Regions from separate parts of the Mus musculus genome. Here region 1 is linked to region 2. Evidence: chromatin contacts called from public Hi-C data. All regions are on one chromosome and are shown on one strand. Each heading gives the region's core, a stretch centred on a gene start, on an enhancer-like site or on the middle of the called end of the contact. The rest is flanking DNA. Distances are from core to core; before and after follow the strand shown.

Region 1 (4,815 bases), core at 1,482-3,981, 67 kb before region 2:
TGTCTCCCTACCCTTGGGGCTGATATCTTGATTTACTGTTTATTATGTCTGTAGAAGTGGTGTTCTTTGCATACACGTGCGATGATGCTCAGGAAAATAGTTGTGATTCTGTCTCAACCTTAAGCTGTTTGAAATTGAGGCCGTTTTAGAATATGAGGCTAAATGCTGAGTCATGAATAGGCTGCTGTGCTCACAGTGAGCCCATAGGAGAGCGTTTATGGAACAGCTTGAAGACTGCTGTGACACGTCAGCCATCTCCAGTTACAGTCACAGCGCTGACTTTTCTGTTAGAGGCTTTTAAAATAAGAAACTTGAAGGCTGAGGTGTAGGTCAGTGTCTTTAGTATTCATGAGGCCCTGAGTTCAGTCAACATCCACAAACCACATGAAAAATACTTCCTGTGGAAGGATCTGTGTCTAAGATGTGCCTTCAGGTGTGCTGGTGTACACGAAGTGTCTTCAGCTTACACCGTGTGTGTGTGTGTGTGTGTGTGTGTGTGTGTGTGTGTGTGTGTGTGTGTGTGTGTGTGAGAGAGATGTAGGTGTCTGGTCAGTATTTTCAAAGTGGAATTCTGGATCTAGAAAAGCACCTAGGGCTTTCCTTCAGCTGGGACAGTCATCTTTAGCAGAGGCTCTGAGAAAATTGACTCCATTATTTCTGCAGAGTTTACCTAGCATTTAAACTCATTCAGGAAATTCTCAGGAACTCAACACTGCAGAATGTTTCCCTTCTAACCACACTGCAGAATGGGAGCTGCAAGGAGCTACTTAGTTGGTCCTGTGTGAGAGAAACAAGGTGCTTATTACCCTTTGCTGTTTTCTCCCTGAACTGTGGCTCTAGGCTGCTTGTGTAGAGCTGCACAGTAGGCATTCATTAGAAGAGTGGGGTACCAGAAAAGGCTCTAGCAGGGGGACCCCAGTGGAGGAGCTAGAGAAAGGGCTGACGGAGCTGAAGGGGTTTACAACCCTACAGGAAGAACAACAATATCAACCTACCAGACCCCCCCCCCCAGAGCTCCCAGGGATTAAACCACCAACCAAAGAGTACACATGGACAGACCCAAGACTCCAGCTGTATATGTAGCAGAGAGGATGGCCTTGTTTGGCATCAGTGGGAGGAGAGGCCCTTGGTCCTGTAGAGACTCCATGCCCCAGTGTAGGGAAATGCTAGGGCAGTGAGGAAAGAGTGGGTGGGGGAACACCCTCAAAGAAGCAGGGGGAATGGGAATAGGGGACTTGTGGTGGGGAATAACATTTGAAATGTAAACAAATAAGATAACCAATAAAAGAAGAAGGAAAAAGGCTCTAGAAGTCTCCATGTTAAGGAGCACAAGTTAGCTAATTGTCACCTTGAGTCTCTTATTTGCGGAGGGGCGAGGAAGGAGAAGGGGGCCTGGGAAGCAGACAGAGGTACGTGCAGACAGTCAGGTGGGGTATAGGGTAAAGAACCTTGCATGCACATGTGAGAGGGTCAGTGATGCCATTAGTACTGATAGGAACTGTAAGCTGTTTGTGAGAGCCTGGCTTATATCCCAGAGAGATGGAGGAAACCAGCCAATGAGCTGCTCTGAGTGTACACTCACTGTTGTTGCTTGGGATAAAAGTACAGATGCTAAGGAGTGCAGACTTTATGTTTAAGCGTACACATAGAGAGTGTGCTTTATGACTGCAACCTGCTTAGTGGTTTTCCCCACTCAAGGCAAAAAGGTGAGCCTCAGCACAGTGGATGTTTGATTGTCCCCCAGGTCACAATGCATAGGATCAGAACCGTGGGCTTTCATAGTGCATAGGGTCAGAACCGTGGACGTTCACAATGTGTAGGATCAGAACCGTAGACGTTATGTAACAAGTGAAAACAAACAAACAAACAAACCAGGTTGGTGGAAACCCATAGTTGTCATGGAGTGCCAGACTGGAAAGAAATAGAAGTCCATACTCACTCAATGAGGGCTGATGTCTGTAGTGTTAATGTCTGGTGGCTGTTCCAGGCCTGCGTGCGTGTGTTTGTGTGTGTGTGTGTGTGTGTGTGTGTGTGTGTGTGTATGTGTGTGTGTGTGTGTGTGTGTGTGTGTGTGTTTTCTTTTTTCCTGTTTTTTTCCTCCTTGGCCCTAGTTGTTTGGACCTCACCAGGTCTTTTGTTCCTGGCCTTGCAGGATGAAGTAAGTATCAGGTTGAATTGCTACCTGCAGATCTACCTGTCAGATAGCGAAGGTTGAAGGCCTTAGATTTGTCCTCTCCAAGGTTACATAGTTAGTAATCGAGGGCAGGTTCCTTTGTTGCTTGGCTTAGGACCAAGTTCCTTTAGCATAGCGATTAGTTGTAACTGGGTATGGTTCTGTGAGGCTCCTGGGCTGAGGTATCCAACAGGTCTCGACAGACGGGCAGTTACTATTTAGATCCTGCCAGCAGACAAGTGGGTTTTGTCCTAGGATAGTAACAAAATATAACAGAACCAGTTAATTTAAATCCAGAAAGCCAGGAGAGTAGTCTAAAGCTTGCAGTGAGCTGGGACCCCTGAACACAGGCTGCTGCCCTTGACTCTGCTGCTGCACTGTGGTAAGGACAGGTGCGTCTTGTGTTTCTTCGTCTCCTAATGAAGGAACGTAGGAAAAAGCTTCACACACTTCCTGTTTCGTTTGGTTTTAGTTTTCTGGTTGCCTGAAATTGAAGTAAGTACTGAAACCTTAGGAAAGTAGCTCCTTGTTTTATTAAAGCTCTTTTGAGAATTGTGTGACATAATACACTTCCTCAAGAAATTCCTCATAGTAAACTCAGTCACTTGACATTTTGATTAATATTCTTGGAGACTTCCTTAAAAAAAAAAGCCAATAGAAACTCAACTAAAATTAAACTTTCTCAGAAGACATTATCTCTGTTTTCTCTATTATTTTGTTTCCCAAAATTTGTATTATCTGCTGTTTTCTAGGAACCTAGCCATTTTTCATGACACTGGGTGTCATTAGGTTTTCAAAACTACATAAAGTGATAATTGCAGCGAACAATCCTATTATTCATTGTGAATCATTCTTTTTAGGAAGCTGTTCAAGACTGTCTCAGGCATTGTAAAATAAAATAACTGTGTGCTTCTGATGTTTTATGATTAAAGAGTCATATAAAATGGCATTCTGTAGTCTCCATGTATTTTGAAAAATTCATCTATTTTTATGATATGCTTATAGGTGATTAGTCTACATGTGTGCCTGTGCAGCATGTGCATGCAGTACCTTCACAGGCAGGTAGAGGGCAGTGGGTCATCTGGAGGAGTTCAGTTGGTGGTTAGCTGCTGTGTGGGTCTGCTGCAAGAGCAACCAGTGCCTTTCCCATCTGATCTCTCTCTCCAGGGCCATTTACATATGCTTAGTATTAGTTTTAGGGTTAGCTTTTTAACTACAGCACGATTGTCTTTAACTCATTGGAGATTTCAGAGGATGAGTTTTTTTTGCAAGGCTTCCTTCCCACCTCTAAATGCTCAGTCATATTGTTAGGATAGCTACCAGGTGAACCGGTCAGTCAGGAGATTGTACAGGAGTCCTCACGCACAGTTGCAAAGCCTCACAGGTGTGAAGGGTGGAGTAGTTATACATCTAAGTTAAAGGAGAGGAAATTTAGCTTACACATCAAATCATTTTGAAACCACTTTGTGAAAACCTGTGTGTTTACCTATGTTTGCCTACTGTTGGGATTTGTACTCAGTTTCTAAGCATACCAAGGAGTAAACTGGCGCTTGGAGACGTAGCCCATTCTCATTTCTTCCCTGTCTCATCATCTCCATAAAGCTTCCAATGGTCATTGAGCTGCCTGTGCGTTCCTGAGCACAGGATGGCAGCGCTCATTTGTGCCAACTTGGAGACGTAGCCCATTCTCATTTCTTCCCTGTCTCATCATCTCCATAAAGCTTCCAATGGTCATTGAGCTGCCTGTGCGTTCCTGAGCACAGGATGGCAGCGCTCATTTGTTACCTGCTCTGATGTGTCTCATAGACAGAGGCGGGGATCTGTGTGCTGTACAGTGTCTGTCTTCAAGACAGTGTTGTTCATGCTCTGTGTGTTCTGACAGCTCGGGCTCTGCCCAGAGCTGCGTGTTACCAACTTCTAATCTGAGTCTGTTTCCTTTCAGGCGTGTGCAGCCTGGTGCCTAAGATGGAAGTAGATATAAATGGGGATTCCAGAAGTACCCTGACCACCCTGCCCTTGCCTGTGGCTGAGGGAAGCTCTCCAGGAAAAGCAGAGGCAGAGAAACCCCGCTGCTCTAGCACACCCTGCTCGCCCATGCGCCGGACTGTGTCTGGTTATCAGATCCTCCACATGGACTCTAACTACTTGGTTGGCTTCACCACTGGTGAGGAACTCCTGAAGTTAGCCCAGAAGTGCACAGGAGGGGAAGACAGCAAGGGAGAAGCCATGCCCGCCTTGCGCGCTAAACAGCTGGACACGGGACTCGCGCGTTCCTCTCGTCTGTATAAAACTAGAAGTAGGTACTATCAGCCATATGAGATCCCAGCGGTTAATGGCAGGAGGCGAAGGCGGATGCCCAGCTCAGGAGACAAGTGCACCAAACCCTTACCTTATGAACCTTATAAGGCCCTCCATGGGCCCTTGCCTCTATGTCTTCTTAAAGGTAAGAGGGCTCACTCCAAATCTCTGGACTACCTCAATCTAGATAAAATGAACATCAAGGAGCCAGCTGACACGGAAGTGCTACAGTACCAGCTTCAGCACCTGACCCTCCGAGGGGACCGAGTGTTTGCTAGAAACAATACATGAGTGGCGTGGGCAGAGTTTAAACCACTTTAGGTCAGCCTATGCTCGGCTAGAGA
Region 2 (5,035 bases), core at 1,322-3,821:
TTCACCAGCATTTGGTCTGGGAGTGTTTTAGATGTGGCTGGGTCTCGGAGGTGTGCATTGGCTCCTCATCTGTGCTTTAACTGGAAATTCCTGACCTACACATGATGTGGAACATGATTTCACATGGTTGTTTGGCAGGTTCTGTCTTCTTTGCTGTCTGTTCAGGCCACTTGGATAGTCTTAAATTAGGTTGTTTTTTAGTGATGAGTTTTAAGATTTCTTTGTATATTTTGGACAAAATTCCTTCATTAGGTGTGTCTTCTGAAACAAAAATCTTCTCATCCAGTGTGCAGTTTATCTGCCCATTCTTTAGATTTTTTTAATTTTGGTTACGTTCAACGTAAGAGTTATTTTTTTTTATTCATTGATCATGACTTTGTTGGTGAACCAAGACCATCACTAACTAGGTCTGAGCTGTATAATTTGTGATATGCAAGTCCCAGTTTAGTCCCTAGTAACTCCTAGACACACACAGAAATACACAGACAGACATACACAGACACAAATATACAGATGCAGGCAGGCAGGCAGGCAGACAGACAGACAGACAGACAGACACACACACACACACACACACACCTTGCTACATCAAAGAGTTTCTTAGGTTTCTATTGCAGTAATAAACTTTGTGACCAAAAGCAGCTTGAAGAAGCCAAGGCAGGAAAGCAGAGCAGGAACTTGGAGGCAGGAACAAAGGCTGTCATCATGGAAGATACCCATTGTCTTGCTCCTCTCGGTTTCCTTGGTTTTCTTTCTTATGTATCACAAGACCACCTGCCCAGAGATGGTGTTGCCCACAGTAGGCTGGATCCTTCCACATCAATCATCAGTCATTGATTCCCCACATACACTTGCCTACAGGTAAACCTAGTGGAGGAATGTTCTCAGTCGGACTTTTCTCTTCCCAAGTGACACTGGCCTATGTCAAGCTGACAAAAAAAGCAAAACCAAAAATATTAACCAGCACACAAGATGCTTAGACAATTTTCCATGTTATATTCTGGGAATGTTATCCTTTGTGGCCGAGACTGAGTTGAAGAATTTGGAGTTAAGTTCTTCAAAGGACATGTGGTCTGGGTCTACAGCCATTAGTCTAGTGAGAGTTAACTTATTGATTTTACTGATCTTACAAGGTATTTGGTGTTTGATCACATTATTTTTTTTGGCCCATCCATTTATGTTTTTATTTTCATTATTTATTTGATTTGTTTACTTTGGATTTTGTACTTTTGCTGGTTTCATTGACTAGAAATACTGGTTATTGACTTTAGATCTCTCTTCTATAACTTTTCACGCATGTAACCAATGTTGATAAGTTGAATTTTCAATTTTATGTTAGTTCAAAATGCTTTAAAATTTTCTTGAGATTTCCTTTTTGTTCCATATATTCTTTAGTGTGCTTAATACAAGGGGGTGAAAAAATAAATTTTCTAAGTACTTTGCAATTGTCCAGACATATTTCGTTATGATTAATATGCTAAGGGCATTAATAGAAAAAGTCACAGCATGTAATCATAGGTGGGTAATTTAAATATTCTGTTAAAGTCTTGGTCTGATGCTTATAATAGTCTTGTTCTATCTGATTTCACAATGATTCATATTTAGTTCCAAACTGTGGTTTTGTTATTTGTTTAGTTTTGTTACATTTTTCTTTTAGCGTGTATTGTCATATTCTGTTAGAAGATTGGGTTTGTATTCCTACACAAACCATCATGACTGAGGAGCAAGTTGGGGAGGAAAGGGTTTATTCAGCTTACACTTCCACATTTCTGTTCATCACCAAAAAGTCAGGATGGGAACTCACACAGGGCAGGAATCTGGAGGCAGGAGCTAATGCAGAGGCCATGGAGAGTGCTGCTTACTGGATGCTTCCCCTATCTTGCTCGGCCTCTTTTTTATAGAACCCAGGACTACCAGCCCAGGGATGGCACCGCCCACAATGGGCTGGGCCCTCCCACCCTTGCCCACTAATTGAGAAAATGCCTTACAGCTGAATTTCATGGAGGTGTTTCTTCAAGGGAGGCTCCTTTCTCTGTGATAACTCCAGTTTGTGTCAAGTTGACACACAAAACCAGCCAGTACAATAGGTATGGTGTCTCTGTAAAAGCAACTGGGGTAGGTAAATAGACATTTAGTGGTGTGGCATAAGTTGTGGGGCAGAGGGCATGCTCTCAAGACTGGATGAAGTCTTGGTGAACCTTTGGCCTCAGGTGGGGCAGGAGGCCTAAGGGCAAGGCTTGTTAAGAACAACAGAGTGTCCAGCTATATTTCAAGGTAGTTCTGCTTGCCTTCTTCATGTTAAAAACTCTCTCTCTCTCTCTCTCTCTCTCTCTCTCTCTCTCTCTCTCTCTCTCTCTCTCTCTCTCTCTCTCTCTCTGTGTGTGTGTGTGTGTGATTGGTTCCTCACTAGGAGAAGCTGGTTAGGGTGATGGAATTAGCCTTGTAAGCATGTGAGGCTCCCCACACCTTGTTTCCCTGGGGGTTTTACATCTCAGGGTTGCCTGGGCTGAGCCTCCAGTAATCTGTCAGCTACAACTCAGGTGGTTCCACCCAGCACTAGTTCCCACGGAGGGGTTTCCTTTTGAGGGTTTCTGTTCTGGCAAGCCCTGCTTCTCTGTGCCCGCCTGTCTGCCTTTCTGATCATGAAGACAGCCGTTGGTCCTGTGACCTCATTTCTCTGACAGATCTAAGAAGAGGTGTTTTTTTTTTTTTTTTCATTTCTCACATTTCACCCAGAAACAGGAAGTATGCACAGCTCTTTTTTTTTTTTTTTTTTTTTTTTTTTTTTTTTTTAAAGGTTTGATAAATACAAAGTATTTTTTTTTTTTTTTTTTTTTTTTTTTTTTGTTTTTTTTTTTTTTTCCATTTTTTATTAGGTATTTAGCTCATTTACATTTCCAATGCTATACCAAAAGTCCCCCTTACCCACCCACCCCCACTCCCCTACCCACCCACTCCCCCCCTTTGGCCCTGGTGTTCCCCTGTACCGGGGCACACAAAGTCTGCGTGTCCAATGGGCCTCTCTTTCCAGTGATGGCCGACTAGGCCATCTTTTGATACATATGCAGCTAGAGTCAAGAGCTCAGGGGTACTGGTTAGTTCATAATGTTGTTCCACCTATAGGGTTGAAGATCCCTTTAGCTCCTTGGGTACTTTCTCTAGCTCCTCCATTGGGAGCCCTGTGATCCATCCATTAGCTGACTGTGAGCATCCACTTCTGTGTTTGCTAGGCCCCGGCATAGTCTCACAAGAGACAGCTACATCTGGGTCCTTTCGATAAAATCTTGCTAGTATATGCAATGGTGTCAGCGTTTGGATGCTGATTATGGGGTGGGGCTCAGAACTGAACAAAGAATTCTCACCTGAGGAATACCGAATGGCAGAGAAGCACCTGAAAAAATGTTCAACATCCTTAATCATCAGGGAAATGCAAATCAAAACAACCCTGAGATTCCACCTCACACCAGTGAGAATGGCTAAGATCAAAAATTCAGGTGACAGCAGATGCTGGCGAGGATGTGGAGAAAGAGGAACACTCCTCCATTGTTGGTGGAATTGCAGGCTTGTACAACCACTCTGGAAATCAGTCTGGCGGTTCCTCAGAAAATTGGACATAGTACTACCGGAGGATCCAGCAATACCTCTCCTGGGCATATATCCAGAAGAAGCCCCAACTGGTAAGAAGGACACATGCTCCACTATGTTCATAGCAGCCTTATTTATAATAGCCAGAAACTGGAAAGAACCCAGATGCCCCTCAACAGAGGAATGGATACAGAAAATGTGGTACATCTACACAATGGAGTACTACTCAGCTATTAAAAAGAATGAATTTATGAAATTCCTAGCCAAATGGATGGACCTGGAGAGCATCATCCTGAGTGAGGTAACACAATCACAAAGGAACTCACACAATATGTACTCACTGATAAGTGGATACTAGCCCAAAACCTAGGATACCCACGATATAAGATACAATTTCCTAAACACATGAAACTCAAGAAAAATGAAGACTGAAGTGTGGACACTATGCCCCTCCTTAGAAGTGGGAACAAAACACCCATGGAAGGAGTTACAGAAACAAAGTTTGGAGCTGAGATGAAAGGATGGACCATGTATGCACAGCTCTTAACCTAGAGTTTCCCACCAGTTACTGATACAGCTTGGATATATGGACAAAAGGACGTGTGATGGTGATTTTATTGGAGTTTATTTCTAGTGTGTATGATAGGTGGAGTCAGGTGGGGAAAGAAGGAGAGCTGATGTGAATATGCGTTACAAGGCTGGCCACTCCTTAAGATATTGCTCAATTCTGAGGAGTACTTGAGAAACCCATATAAACAATTACTGCTAAATCAAGTCTGAGAGGTGGCATGGAAATCAGACTTTACCTACTGATCTAGTCTCCTCATCAAAAGTTCACTTCGCAGTATAGTTATTTCCTCTTCATGTCTGGATAAGACATGCTTTAAGGGATGTATGTATGTATGTATGTTTGTTTGTATGTTTGTATGTATATTCCTTTGCTGGAGCAGTCTCCTGAAAGCAGGGACTGAATGGTTGGATATAGATACCCTATTTTTTTTTCCTTTTCCTTTTTTTTTAGAGACAGGGTTTCTCTGTATAGCACTGGCTGTCCTGGAACTCACTTTGTAGACCAGGCTGGCCTCGAACTCAGAAATCTGCCTGCCTCTGCCTCCCGAGTGCTGGGATTAAAGGCTTGAGCCACCATGCCCGGCACTAGAGATACCATTTTAATGGTCAGTGATCTCAGGAAGCAAGAGTGAGGGGTTTGAGAGAAAGAGGAAGAAGAAAAAGGTTAAGTCAAGAGCAGTGGAATGTATGACTCAGGTCCTTGCAGTATGAAGATGGGGGAGAATTACATAGAATGTCTCTCTGAATTGATAATCCAATGCATGGGAGCTTGGGGGAGTGTTCACCCAGTGTTCCACCCCATATAAATTGTTAGTTGCTCCTGATGGCCATTCATTTCTTGCAGAATGCATACACATGGACATTTGGGTTTTGTAGAAGT

What was found. A called contact is a pair of places that touch in the nucleus more often than the background predicts.
Region 1: a contact with region 2 is called in a Hi-C map of double positive thymocytes, with 2.9 times the contacts expected there. The contact joins two enhancer-like sites. A contact is called at or near these places in 15 of 484 Hi-C or Micro-C datasets (B cells, CD4 T cells, CD8 T cells and 7 more) and 2 of 115 datasets of contacts at active chromatin or transcription factors (the SCID.adh cell line and pancreatic cancer cells).

What each region holds. Positions count from the first base shown.
Region 1 is chr1:97,645,662-97,650,476 of GRCm38.p6, reverse strand. Macir (macrophage immunometabolism regulator) reads left to right here. Exons shown (of 3, transcript NM_133825.3): 3 at 4,116-4,815. The coding sequence starts at 4,139. The coding sequence ends at 4,762. Among named protein-coding and RNA genes, the nearest start is that of Macir, 14 kb to the left of the region's middle. Within about 2 kb of position 2,731, at least 18 of the 459 cell types and tissues checked have an H3K27ac peak or open chromatin away from gene starts, as enhancers often do. A contact at or near this core is called in double positive thymocytes and pre-pro-B cells, where this site is marked.
Region 2 is chr1:97,578,032-97,583,066 of GRCm38.p6, reverse strand. No RefSeq gene overlaps it. Among named protein-coding and RNA genes, the nearest start is that of Macir, 81 kb to the left of the region's middle. Within about 2 kb of position 2,571, at least 93 of the 459 cell types and tissues checked have an H3K27ac peak or open chromatin away from gene starts, as enhancers often do. A contact at or near this core is called in double positive thymocytes and pre-pro-B cells, where this site is marked.